Linked DNA regions of Gossypium hirsutum: all the other regions are linked to region 1. A link is a contact called in public Hi-C data. All regions are on one chromosome and are shown on one strand. The core of a region is the stretch at or near the end of the contact, and the rest is flanking DNA. Distances in the headings are between cores, read along the strand shown.

The links. Hi-C and Micro-C count contacts between places; a contact is called where the count stands out from the background.
Region 2: a Hi-C map of leaf shows a contact between it and region 1, with 3 times the contacts expected there. The contact joins the enhancer-like site here to the promoter of LOC107901582 in region 1. A contact is called at or near these places in 14 of 34 Hi-C or Micro-C datasets (anther, callus, hypocotyl and 2 more).
Region 3: a Hi-C map of leaf shows a contact between it and region 1, with 3 times the contacts expected there. The contact joins the enhancer-like site here to the promoter of LOC107901582 in region 1. A contact is called at or near these places in 2 of 34 Hi-C or Micro-C datasets (callus and leaf).
Region 4: a Hi-C map of hypocotyl shows a contact between it and region 1, with 4 times the contacts expected there. The contact joins the promoter of LOC107901583 here to the promoter of LOC107901582 in region 1. A contact is called at or near these places in 15 of 34 Hi-C or Micro-C datasets (anther, callus, fibers and 4 more).

The regions. Positions count from the first base shown.
Region 1 is chrD06:22,367,597-22,370,972 of Gossypium_hirsutum_v2.1, reverse strand. It overlaps LOC107901582 (40S ribosomal protein S12), which reads right to left and starts at 1,558. Exons shown (of 6, transcript XM_016827636.2): 1 at 1,462-1,558; 2 at 1,311-1,355; 3 at 752-1,040; 4 at 22-87. The coding sequence starts at 1,318.
Region 2 is chrD06:22,583,823-22,587,198 of Gossypium_hirsutum_v2.1, reverse strand. No RefSeq gene overlaps it. Among protein-coding and RNA genes, the nearest start is that of LOC107901584, 31 kb to the right of the region's middle. Within about 2 kb of position 1,703, at least 9 of the 9 cell types and tissues checked have an H3K27ac peak or open chromatin away from gene starts, as enhancers often do. A contact at or near this core is called in hypocotyl and leaf, where this site is marked.
Region 3 is chrD06:22,544,875-22,548,250 of Gossypium_hirsutum_v2.1, reverse strand. No RefSeq gene overlaps it. Among protein-coding and RNA genes, the nearest start is that of LOC121218999, 5.3 kb to the right of the region's middle. Within about 2 kb of position 1,485, at least 3 of the 9 cell types and tissues checked have an H3K27ac peak or open chromatin away from gene starts, as enhancers often do. A contact at or near this core is called in leaf, where this site is marked.
Region 4 is chrD06:22,501,866-22,505,241 of Gossypium_hirsutum_v2.1, reverse strand. LOC107901583 (bHLH transcription factor RHL1) reads right to left here and starts at 1,689. Exons shown (of 6, transcript XM_016827638.2): 1 at 1,082-1,689; 2 at 772-999; 3 at 636-701; 4 at 1-30. The coding sequence starts at 1,672.

The DNA.
Region 1 (3,376 bases), core at 309-2,808:
CTCCCAGGTACATGCTCATACCTTCACAACTACGCAGGAACAACCAACTACCTTTCGTGCTTTACCCTCAGAGTCTATCTTACACAACTGCATGTACAGATGAACACAATCAGCATTTACCAATTTTCAAGGGTGCAAGGCACACTTTAGGAGCTACAACCCTTATACTACCTCGGGCACAAGGTGCCAAAAAGAGTGCTAGTGTGACTGAAGTGCATTACATATGCATGTGTGTTTTGTATATAAATATATACAAAACAGCAACTTTTTTTATTGCTCAATATGCATGATTTTCTTATGGTCCATGCCTATTGTCGAATATTCAAATATTGAGAAGGAGAAAATTTAGTACTGACCCTTTCTTACTAGTAAAGATAATCTATTGAAAATTTGAAAAATAAAGGAAATTTAAATGGACTTCAATCAGACAAGCTTATATTTTATGCCTATTGCCTTGCAAAAAAGCACACCTAGGCACATCGGGCAGGTGCCTAATCAAATGGCACTTGCCACAAAGGACCTAAGAAGCTGTTGTTGTCTAGTGCTAAGGCACAAGATGCAATCGTGCCATGACAATACCGGCATTTACAGAAATAGTAGTCCCTTTCAATTTGGCTTTCTAACTTAATGTCTCCAAAAACTAATAACTACTCAACATATAATGAACAAGCAGTATCAGTTCAGCACCCTCAGCATGTTCTGATCACAAGGAAATAATTCAAACATAAACAAGCAACAAAATGCCACTTACACCAGCCCACTCGCCAAGTGATTTTGCGCTCGGGGCACGTAGCACTTTAACATTATGATCAGCACAAAGTGCCTTGACCAGCTTAACATAATCCGGCTGGTCACAGTCATCAGCTATAACGCAAAGATGTGCATTGTGCTTTTCAATTGCCTTAGCAGCTTCATGTAATCCCCGTGCGAGCCCACCGTGAGCTCGTGACTTCCTAACCACAAGGGGCAAGGCTGTGTTGATGTCCATTGGCTCACCGAGTGCAGGCGCCGCCTCGGGTTGGGCAACCGCAACTTCTTCCCTGCAAGAGCAAACAGCACGAACACAACATAAATACATTAAAATAAAAATAAAAAGTTATCCCTAATCATGATAAAACTTCCGAATAATAATAATATCTGAAATAAAATAAACAATTCAAACAAACCCAAAGGGTATATAATGAGAATGCAAAGCAATTCGAATTTCATATGGAGAAATCAGAACAAACCCAACAAAAAGATTTAAATTTATGTGATAGTGTACTGAAAACGGCCTTGAAACCTTAAAAAAGGGATAAATTGTTGCTTACCCTGACATATTTTTGAGCTGAAGTTGGAACCGGAGGTATTGTTTCCTGGTAAAAGAAGAAGAAAAAGAAAGCGTTAATGGAACCGGATCTTTTGGCTAATCTAAAAACAGCGAAAGCTAAAGAACAGAAATATGAAGAGCGGCGAACCCACGAGAGAGATTTGCAGCAGCTGGGTGGCGAAGGAATGGCGAAGGGTTTTAGCAATAATAGAGAAGGGATTCTTATAAACGAAGCCCTATTTCTTTCAATCTTTTAATTGGGTCCTTTGGGCTCCTCTCTTTTAATTGGGCTTTGTAATGCGCTAAATTCTATTGGGTTTTTTCTTAGGTGAAATTCTGTTATTAGTCCTTATATTATGTGTAAGATATGGATTTAATTATTATACTTTTTAAATTAGTTAAATTTAGTTACTATATTTTTGAATTTTAAAATTTTAATCACAATCCAAATAGTAGCAATTATATCTTTTTGGTTAATTTTTGCTATTAATCATGTATCTGTAAGTAGTTGATTTAGTATTTGTACTTTTAAATTGTTAATTTTAGTCTTTGTATTTTTTGAATTTTAAAATTCCAATCTTGATTTAGATACTAACATTTAAATTCCTTTGGTTAAATTCTTCTATTAATGCATAAAGTTTGTAGGTTTAGCCCATTTTCTCCAATATTGTTCATTTTTAGTCCTCATACATTTTAAATTTTGAATTCTCAATCTTAACATAAAACGGTAATCATTAACTCTATCAATTAATTTTTTTATGAGTAATATGTAGAAATAACAAGTTTAAATGACATGACACATGTAATAATATTTTTTGAGGCAAGTATACTTGAAGTGGCTCGTGCGATGTTAATGGAAGTGGTCATTGAGCTAACACTGCGACAGACTTTATAACTTTCAATGTTTGAAGTTGGCAATTTTTGAAACAAAAATTTTGAATGTGAATCATGCTAATATTGTAGAAATATGATAGTCCTTCTATGAAGATATATCCATTTGAAGCAACATATCTTAAGGATTGGATCAGATGAAGCAATTAAATTCCTTGAATTATGGAGGTCATATCAAGACTGCATTAAAGACTTATCTCAATTAATCCTACTTATCTTGAACTTAATTATCATACCATATATATATATATATGTATGTTATTTTACCTGCAATTTTGTAATGGAATTGATTGAATTAGATCTAGTATGATAGTTAGTCTCAAACTCTTATATATTTGAAGTGACTTGTATAGGTTTTGTATTGAGAGTTAATAACACTTTATGTTCATTGAGGAACATATTCTAGTGAGTGCATTAAGAGAGTAAAACAATTTAGTTGCGTGGTTTTGCAGTCTAAGTTTTCACGTTTTTAGTGAAAGAAGTGATTGATTTATACTTTTAAGTACAAAAGAAACGTTGTTATACCAAGGTGTGATAGAACTTAAACCACTTATTGTATTTGGTTGCAAGATAGTGAATTTACTCATTGAGCTAGACTTCGCAAACATAGGAAAATCGATTTGCATAAACAATTTATTCTGTTTTTTGTTTTTGTTGTTCTTTTCGCAGTGTCACCTTTGGTAGGCACTGCATCCATCACTACCACTCAAACATTATGTCTTCTTAACAATTAATAACAATACTGCATCTATCACATTTGGTGGGCATTGCATCCATCACTTCAACACTATATTTGTCGTATAAGACCTTGGAAATAACAAGAGTCAACATAATGATTTGATAACTTAATTTTGATTAGAATTAAAATTTCAAAAGTATAAAGATTAAAAAGAAATAAATTAAATTTATAATTTACACATAATACAAGGACTTATGGTGTAGTTTACCCATAAAAAATTAGCACAGGCCATCTCCATCTCTCTCACAGTTAACCTTACATAAACATTGTTATTGTTCTTTCTCCTTTTAGTTGGCTTAGATTTTAAAACTTTAGTGCTATGCATTGAACATAAAAATTTGTTTTTAAATTAATCTCAGCAACCTAATGCTATGGTAAACATGTCTGTCTAGATTTGTTTGTTGACATTAGAGGTTGGATTCTTCATGCATATATTT
Region 2 (3,376 bases), core at 454-2,953, 220 kb before region 1:
AAGTAGCTCGTGTTACGATCGCCCAATTTTAGCTACTCACATCTAGACTTTTGCTTCCAGAGTATCTCCTCATGGTGGAGAATATTTTCAAGCTCAAATGATCACTTCTTGCTGAAAAAGACAATTAGACCCCAAGAGATCCAAAGCATGGTGTATCTTAGCAAGCTTGTACATTAACTGCCTCTTCCATTGACTTATATGACCATAAACACATTTGTTCTACATTTTAAGCTTATCCGTAAACGTAGCAATTGTACTTGTTATATTGCCATTGAAGCTCCAATTATTCATAACAAATCCAGAGAAATTTTGGTGATGCAGCCAGCCAGCTAAAAATTAGAAGGGACGATTAGGAGCACAACTAACATCATAACAAAAATTCAAGAGCAGTGGACGATGATCAGATTTAATTCTGGGAAAATGGGTAATCAAACAGTTGCGGAAGGCTTCCATCCAAGCGTCATTTCCCACAACCCTATCAAGTCTTTCAGAAAGATTACCACGATGCCACGTGAACGGGGGACCCTGAAAACCCAGGTCGTGCAAATGAGCTTTGTCCATAACTTTGCCAAAAGACTAGCATCTGCGACCTTTGTCATAACCATCTTTTTTATCTTCTGATGATAGGATAGCGTTAAATTCTCCAATGGCCATCCAAGGAACATACTCACGTGGGACTGAGCGACTTAAATCTTTCCACAAAATTTTCCTTTTCTGTTTATCAAGGCTCCCATCAACAAAAGTAATAAATATCATATGAAAATACAATTTATAACAAATACAAGCCAGGATGAATTGAAGATAGTTACCAACCACCTTCAAATTGTGTTAGTTTTAACCCCGCTGATTCTTGGCTTAAGAAGGCTAATAATATTACGCTTGTACTGATTATTATACTTACAAAAAACTTGTAAAAATTTATTAGACGCACACCCCTACACATTCCAAGATAAAATAGACAAATTCATATTAAAAAGAAAGAAAATAGTTTCTCTTAATGGTGGCCAGTAGAAGAAAACTCCTCTCTCTCTCCTTTTCTCTGCGATAAATCTTTAGCAGAATTTTCATCAATCTCAGATGCAATAAGCTCTGCTGCCCTCTTCATAGAATCAACAAAATAAACCCGGGTATTTTCAGAGTTCTTGAAACGATTACTCAATCCCTTTAAGGTTTTATTGAGTTTCCACCCTTCTTTAGAGCTAGTTACTTTAGCATTTGTATTTTGTCCCTTCAAGACCACTCTAGGAAATTTAATTTCAGTCGGACAAATACTACCCCCTATCTCCTCTCTAACAGGCTCCAGAATGCTTCTCTTTTTTAAAACCACTGCCGAATTGTTTTTGGCCTCCAACACTCCTTCCTTTACCTCCACATTAACAAACGAACTCTCCTCAAATATAGGATTAAAGTGCACTACATGTTCTGCTTGTTTTTGGATTGAAATAGGAGTGTACATCTTCACGTGGTCTGCAACAAAACCATTCTGTGAATTTAAAACTAAAAGACAAAAGGAGTCAGAAATACTTCAATTTAGGGACTGATTATTTTCTCCAACACTGGGTAGTGAAACGTGCATGACACTAGAAAGCTTTGAAAGATCTGTTCTAGCCTCCTTCGAAACTTGGGTCTCTTACTACTGTCCAAAATCAAAACTGCTAGAGGCCTGCTGAATATCCAAAGGAGCCTGCTGATTAGCAGCTGAAGGAACCTGTGGGACCAAGCCCAACTTGAGCCCAACCTTATTATGATCCTTTAAGAGAGTATTGGTTTTAGGGTCACAGGCCTGACCATTAAGAAGCTTTCCCACCGACAGGCCCAAATTCACTTTTTTAGAACCATTAAAAATAAATTTTTTACCTGTTGAAGATTTCTCTTGGGTATCACTTAATGTAGCTTTCCCTTTTTTCTTCAAATCTCTCTAATTTTCCTTAATTAAATCCTCCTCCGTTGAACTCGCCTCCAGACCTATTAACAATTGAAATCATGATCCCATAATTTTCTCCCCTTTAGAATTATTACCTTTTTTGATCTCATCCAAGGTGCCGCGTCTGCTCCTCCGCTCCACCAGCATCCAGGGGCCATAATCCCCATCTCCGACCACCACAGAAGTTGAAAAGTTTTGTTCCAAAGTCTCTCCCTTCTCTTTCATCTCTGAAGAATGTGTGACAGACGGACAGTTCTCCTTGATGTGTCCATAACAGCCACACTTAAAGCATACCACAGGTAGGTTCTCATACTCAATTCTTTGAGGGCTACATTGATGAGAATTTTAGAAACTAAAGGTCTCCCTAAATTGACATAAATTGCCATGCGAGCATAACGACCCCGTGCTTTGCTATCCGTGTTGAAATCTAATTTAGTAACTTTGCCTACCATTCCCCCAATCTCTATTAGAATCTGTTTTTGATATAAATGGCTAGGAAGACCAGGAAACTGAATCCATGTGAGAACCATATTAGGGTAAGGTAGACTAGGATTAAAATCGATCTTCCATGGTTGAACGGTTAGGTAATGACCGAAAATAACCCACGAGCCCTAGGAGAGGATCTTATCATAGTCATCAGTGCTTTGAAATTTAGCGAGAAAATAACCATTCTCTATATCCATTAATTGAAAAAGCTTAGATGGTTTCCAAGTCCCATATAATCTATCATGCAGAGTCGTGATTCCAAGGTTCCGACCAAGCATCTTGAGAACTACAGAGGTTGACATTTCCTTTTCCAAGAGCTGATATACTCTCTCCGAGAAATCTATTGAAGGAACACCATCGACAACCAATTTCTTTACATCCTGCTCAGTGAGGGAAAAATTATCAACAAGGAAGTGGCCATTATTTGTATTATTTTGCACAGGAGTATCCTTCCCCGCTAGCATATCTTTTCAAGAAAAAAAAGGCGTTGGTGATGACTCCACGACCATTACATCTTCAAGAATCACATCCGAGTCCTTGAAACAGACCTTCTTTGTGTTGGAATCCTCCACAACCATCACATCTTTAAGATTCACGTTCGATTCCTTGAAACAGACCTTCTTTGTGATGGAATCCTCAGTAAGAGAATCACTTTCTCCATTATTGTCCACATTAGAAACCGAAGAAGACGAGAGCATTTTCAGAATTGCCCTCAATGGAATTTAACTCCCTAGTGAGCCATTAAAGATGAAAATTTAATCAATTAATCCCCTTCGTTAATGTTGACCGAGTTTGACCATTAAATTATCAACAAGGAAGTGCCCATTATTTGTATTATTCTGCACAGGAGTATCCTTCCCCACTAGCATATCTTTTCAAGAAAAAGAAGGCGTTGGTGATGACTCCACGACCATTACATCTTCAAGAATCACATCTGAGTCCTTGAAACAGACCTTCTTTGTGTTG
Region 3 (3,376 bases), core at 236-2,735, 180 kb before region 1:
TCTCGATCCCTCTATCTAATTTTGCCATTAAAATTATGTAAAAAAAAACTTTTTTAGCCTTCAACGTTTACAATTTTTTTTAATTTGGTCTTTATCCTTTAAAACTACATAAAAATTTTAAATATTTGTTTCATATTTTAATTAAAACATAAAAAATTTAAAAAAATATAATTTTTAAAAAAAATTCAAAAATTATGAAAAGAACATGACTCTTTAATTGTAAAAAAATTAAATTTATTAAAAATATAATAAAAAAAACCAAAATTTCAAAGAACATGCTATTTACTCCTTAAATGATAATATGAAGTGTTTATGAGCTATGTAATCTAACCAACTCGATCAGCCCAACTCATTTTCAGATGGTCTTGGGCTTATATTTTTAACCTTAGGCTGGCATGGTCGGTTTTATTGTCTAAAATAATAAAAATATAAAAATTATAGCAATATTAATTTTATATAATTAAATTTAAATATAAAATAATTTGTTATTATTTTAAAATAGAAAAATGTCCATTTGGATGAAATGAACTCGAAGCTTTTTTTTTTTGAAATCAGGCCTTGGTCTAATATTGCTCATGAGTACTTCTAATAGTAATAAGGCCCATATTAAATCATATTTGAGCAATTATTTTTAATTTAATTCAAATAGTTTATATATAATTATTTTAATTATATTTAATTATAAAGTATATGAAATATTAGTGTAAAATAAATTTTAAATATGATGCAAACTCTAAATCGATTCAAATTTAATTTAAACATATTGTGTAATTTTGTTGATCAAAATACAATAAATAAAAATTTTAAAAAATAATTTATTACTTTTGTATTTTTTCAAAATCGGATCCATTTTTATATAAAATTCTTTTAATATAGTGTATTTTGAAAAAAATGATTATATTAAATTTAATTTAGACCAATTCAAAGTTAATATGATTTAAAATAAGAAAAGGTTGTTCAAACTACCTTATCACTATTTATGGAGTAAATAACAAATTTTTAAAATTTTTAAATTTTTATATTATTGAAATTTTTTTATATTTTATAGGAAATAAGGAATAAATTTTAATTTGTAAAACATTTTTTGTAGTTATTTATGTACTTTAAAGAATAATGACTAATTTGATAAAAGAAACTGTAAATAATGAGGATTAAAAAGTTGTTTTACTTTTCTTTAAAATTAAAATATAGGGATTGTATAAGTTGGTGTACAAGACAAAATAGTTAACGTTAAACAGCAAAGTTGTGTTGGGTGCCAGCTTTTAATCTTGGAAGTTGATGTCTGAATGTTGCCCCAATCAAATAAAATGTTTAAAAAATAAAATAAATTTAATAAACAAATAATATATACATAAATAAATATTTTAATCCACTTAATTGATTTTTCATTCAATTAAATAAATTCAACCGTAAGTGAGGATAGAAAGATCCACTTTTGAGCGGACAAAATGGTGACTAAAGATCCACTTTCGAGGCACATGGGTTTGGCCCTTCCATTCCGTGTCTTTTTTGTCCACACTTCATTTTAAACCCCAAACATTCGACTTCTCTAACACGTCAACTTGTCTTTTCTACTTCCTCACTCCATTCAAATTTTATCATTGATGTTCAAATATATATTTTTTTAAATTTATTAAATTAGATAAAAGATATGTTTTATATATTAGGTTTCTTTCACGGGAAAAATTAGGTTTATATCTCGAATTTCTTTAATTAGATTTTTGGGTTTTTATTTTATTTAAGAAAATATGTCGATTTTGGAGAGAGAAAAGAAAAGCGCGTTTAGTTAACCATACTTTTTGGCTAAGTGGTAGGAAAACTTGTCCAGCTAGCCGCGCTTTCCCCCAACAGTAAAAATCAATGACTTTTTGAACGTTGTTGCACCAATGGTAAAAACAATTAAAACTCCCAACAATAAATTTTTTACCCTATAAATACCCTCAATTTTTTTATTCACATCCTTCTCTCAAACTCCCTCGTTTTAAATTTTTCGATATTTTCATTTAAAAATATATTTTTTAATTATCTCGTTTCAAATTGACTTCTTACGAATGACCACCTCTCTAGTCCGCTTTGACGACAAGCATATTTCCACAGCCCAAACAACAACAATAAGACGAAACTTTAAATTTCATTATTTTAAATTATGTTAAATTTACTTTTTTTTATTTGATTTTTTTATTGTGTAAAAAAGGCGAATGATCGTGTTTTAGAGAGCTTCATTCATAATATGGGAAAACTTACGATCCCTAAAATTTGTGGCCACTGGCAGCAAGCTAGATTCTTGCATGCATCTCACATGACCAGGGGTTGTAAACTCTATCTTACACTAGTTTGATACATGATTTTTTTTCAATTTGATACTTAAGGGTTTCTTGGTCCCAATTTGGTATATAAGTTTGACTTCAATGTTTAATTTGGTATCTGAGTTTTTTTCTTTGTCCCAATTAAAGTACTAATTTTTTTTCCTAGAGCACAATATTTATTGGGTCATATGATGTCATTTGATTTAACTATCAAATTAAAGCTTGTAGCCAAACTCAGGTACCAAATGGTACATTAACCCTATACGAAATATATAAACTCAAATTCATTAATATTATAATATATTGAATATATAAATTTGATTTACTCAAATGTAACGCATACTTATTTTCACATGTTATTGTTATTATTATTATGGTTAAATATAAAATTGATACCCGAACTTATCCACTTATCCTAGATTGGTACTTATGGATTTTTCTATCCTAGATCGATATCCAAACTTTTTTTCCATCAATTATATTGATACTCGAGCCTAATGCCGTTACTTTTTTGTTGACGTGGCAACGCTAGCCTAATAACTCAAAATTATATAGACATTTATAGCACCTTCTGACTTATAATTCATGAAAATTATGAGTATTTTAACAACAAATTTTGTAGTTAAAGTAGGACAAAATTAAAGATAAATTTGTGATCTTACTTATTTATATGCTAATTTGACATATTTTTGCCAATTTGACGCAGTTTGTTGCAATAAAAGAAAAGTTAGCCTTGAAGCTCACCTATTCGATGTTCGATGTTGTAGCATTTCTTACAGCAAAGGCTATGCATACGTGGGTTGATGGCTAATCAGCATGAGACGTCCTAAAATTATTTATTGGACTTCTAAATTCAATTTGACCTAGCTCGTAATTGGATCACTGAAGTGGACAAGCCTCCTGCTTAATTTAAAGCCCAACCCGTCCACTAAGGAAGGAAAAGAGCCCAATTTGGCTATGGAAGCCCAACCATCCATAAAATATTTAAATTAGGCACCCAAGACTTGTTAAGAAATCACAAATCAGCCACAACAACTTCCCCATGTAATCGTTCAACTCTTTCCTATGAA
Region 4 (3,376 bases), core at 440-2,939, 130 kb before region 1:
GATCTCATCAAGCATTGAAGCTTTATCTGTCTGTCAAATCCAAATCCCACATCCATTAAAATACTAATTAGTCAGTTTAAATATTCAAATTTTAATTACACACTCCTTTTTGTTTAAATTAATGGGTTTAATCCTATTTTTAGGTCTTCCACTTTGTTCAAATTGAATATTTTAATTTACTCCCTTTTTCATAATATCAGTGGCTAAATAATTAACATAATTAATTATCCGTTTAAAAGTGAGTTTTTCCTTAAAAACTATGCCCACATTAACTTTTTTTAGCATCAAAAGGATTATTTCTGAAGAAATCAAATCAATGCCTACGTTTTAACCAAACTTGCTAATGGCGAAAATCTGTAAATTTGAACATAATGGAGGGACTAAGCCATAATTTCACCAAATTAATTAATTGCAATTATTGATTTGTTTCTTTAGGCCTTTCCCAAAACCGGATGGTTTATATATAATTAAAATAAAAGAGTCAGAGAGCAATATTAAAGACACTGCACTGTGACGATTTATTTATCCTACTATCGACACCTGTCCAGCTTACGCGTAAGATGGAGTTGACCAAATGAGAGCCGGTGACCGGAGCCATTGAAGCTCCTAATCATTAAAAAAAAATGAAACTGTACCTTGTTGGCGTTGGGAACCAGTTCTTGAAGAGCTTTCATTCTCTCTGCAATTCTAACTCTACGTAGCTGCAAAACAAATCATTTTAAATCCATTTGATTTCTTGAAAAAAACTGATTTAAGAAATGTTTCTCTTACTCTTTCCGCGATACTGTGCGGGTCAGTAGCCTGACCCCTCCTTGCCCTAACTCTTTGTTTAGGCTTTTCCGGCGCCGTCACCGCTTCTCCGGCCGTCGGACCACTTCCCTGACTTTGGGTCATCTCTGTTGCTGAATTAGCCCCCACAAAGCTTTTCGCCTGCATAGTTCCATGCAAAGATCCGTCGCCAAAAACATTATACAAAGCTTGCATGGAACCCTCTCCACCCTGCAACATATTATATATAAAATCATTCATATTAATATACATGCCAATATTTATATTACCCTAAGTGAAAGCTAATGTGAACCTGATGATTGGTGGTGATTCCGCCTCCGGCGGCGGCGGAGGCAACCGTGGGTCTTCCCGCTAACATCATCTGCTGTTGCTGTTGTTGTTGTTGCATCATCAACATCATCTTCATAGCGGCAAAAGGGTTACCAGCAGCTCCGCCGTTGATTTGATGCTGTCGAAGCTTGGAAGCTAGAACCATGTCATCGTAGTTGAATCCGGCGTTATTGTTATCCTCGGGGTTGGGAGGACCCGTTTCGTCGGACCACGGGAAGGACGTGGTGGAGGAGAGTATTTGTTCTAAGAAGCTGTCGTCATGGTGGGTTGTTGAAGTGGGTGTGGGATACTGGAACTGCGATGATGATGGGACGTGGATCTGTTGATGGTGGTGTCTGTTACCGTTGATCTGAAGGTCTTGGAGAGGGATTTGTTGGGTCGGGTTTAAGAGAGAGTTCATTGCTTGCATTTCACGACTACAAGGCTGCATAATTAGGGGTTTTTTTTTGCTTTGATGATGAATGAGATTGAAGATGAAGGGACGAGTTTCTCTTTTTTTCTTTTTGCTTTGGGGTTTGGATTTACTAAATATAGAGAGGAGCTCTGTATGCATAGCTTTTGTAGTTTTGTTTTGGTATTGTTTTGGAGTTGGGATAAAGCAATATTTAGTACATGAATTTGTCAATTTTTCCAGATTGGTCCCTAAATTTTTTTAATCCACAATAAACTTTGGAGTTTGAAAAATTTTTCACTTTTCTAAATTTGGATTATGTTAAGGAATAATGATATTACACTTTGAGATTATATCTTTGTATTTTAAAATTTATACAATTTTTTTGAAAGAATTTAAGTGATGATGTGTCACATCACCATATCTTAATAGAATACAAAATTAAGAATAAAATTTACCAAAATTTAAAACTAATGTGTAAAAGAATATAAGGACCAAATTGAAAATGCCTTCAAATTTAGGGATTAAAGATTGTTGAGTTTTGAAATTTCAATGCTTTCCCTTCTTCATATCTACTTATGTGATGTTGAAAGCCAAAACTCCTTTTTCCAACAACCCACTAGAAGCGCGTGAGCCAAAGCTCATTTAAATGAACATGAAAGCATTTGTAAAGTCAAAATATGTGGCGGATTTTGTAATTGAATGAAGTTCCATATTTAAGATATATGAGTAATTTTAGTTATTTTATTAAAATTATGAGAAAATTATATTAATATGTTTGATTCATAATTACTTTATTAGAAATGTATTTTTAATTTTTGAGATTATCTCGTTAAGTCAAATAAAATATAAGTAGATTTTATTTTATTTTTTGATAATTGGGGAAGAGGAATAAAATTATTTAGGACCGAATCTAAGCTCTTATGCTTACATTATATTATTTTTGCCACTAATGTTGTTTTAAATAAACACGTATTTTAATATATTTATTTCAAAAATTATTATATGGTTAAATTTTAAATAAGTTTAATATGTATTAAGCTGCAATATAATTTAAAATTTAATCTAATACTTCCTAAAAGAATTAATAAAAATATATATTTTTTGAAACCCCTTAATAAATATATCTTATAGTAAACAAATTCTGAAAAAAAAATAGCATGTTAAAGATTATACCAATTTTTTTTAAAAATTTAAAAGATTTAATTTTAAATTAAATCTCAAATCTTATTAGCAACATATTTTGAATTATTTCCAATCATATTACAAAACTTAAATGATGATTTTAGTTCCTCCACTATGTTAAAAAAATATGCTTTACTGTTTATATTTTAATTTAATATAGTTTGATGCTTATTATTAGTTAATATAAATATATTAACGCTGTTAATTAATTATTTTTATTAAAGTGTTAACGTGGAAATTAAAAAAAATGAATCTATTATAATTATGGGGAGAGATACACTAATATAGTATATATTATTCAACTGTTATATTTCATAATCTATTCATGTAGACCATTAATGTCAAGTTTGATGTAAATTTAAAATTTCTACCTATTTTTACATAAAAAAATTTAATAATTGAATATATATTAATATATAAAGTATTTTAAATCGATATGATAAATATATTAAACCAATACAAAAAGTGTAAACTACCAAAATAATCACTTTTTTTGTACCTCAGCTTAGATTTTAGTCACTTGTGTTTAACATGTTATGTTTTAGTTACTTATGTTAATGTGTTGTAATATTTTAGTCAATTGTCGTTAACGGTGTAACAGTAAGCTGACATGGTACATTAAATCATCATTTCAAACAAAAAAATTAGGTTAAATTATATAATTGATCCCCATATTTTTTT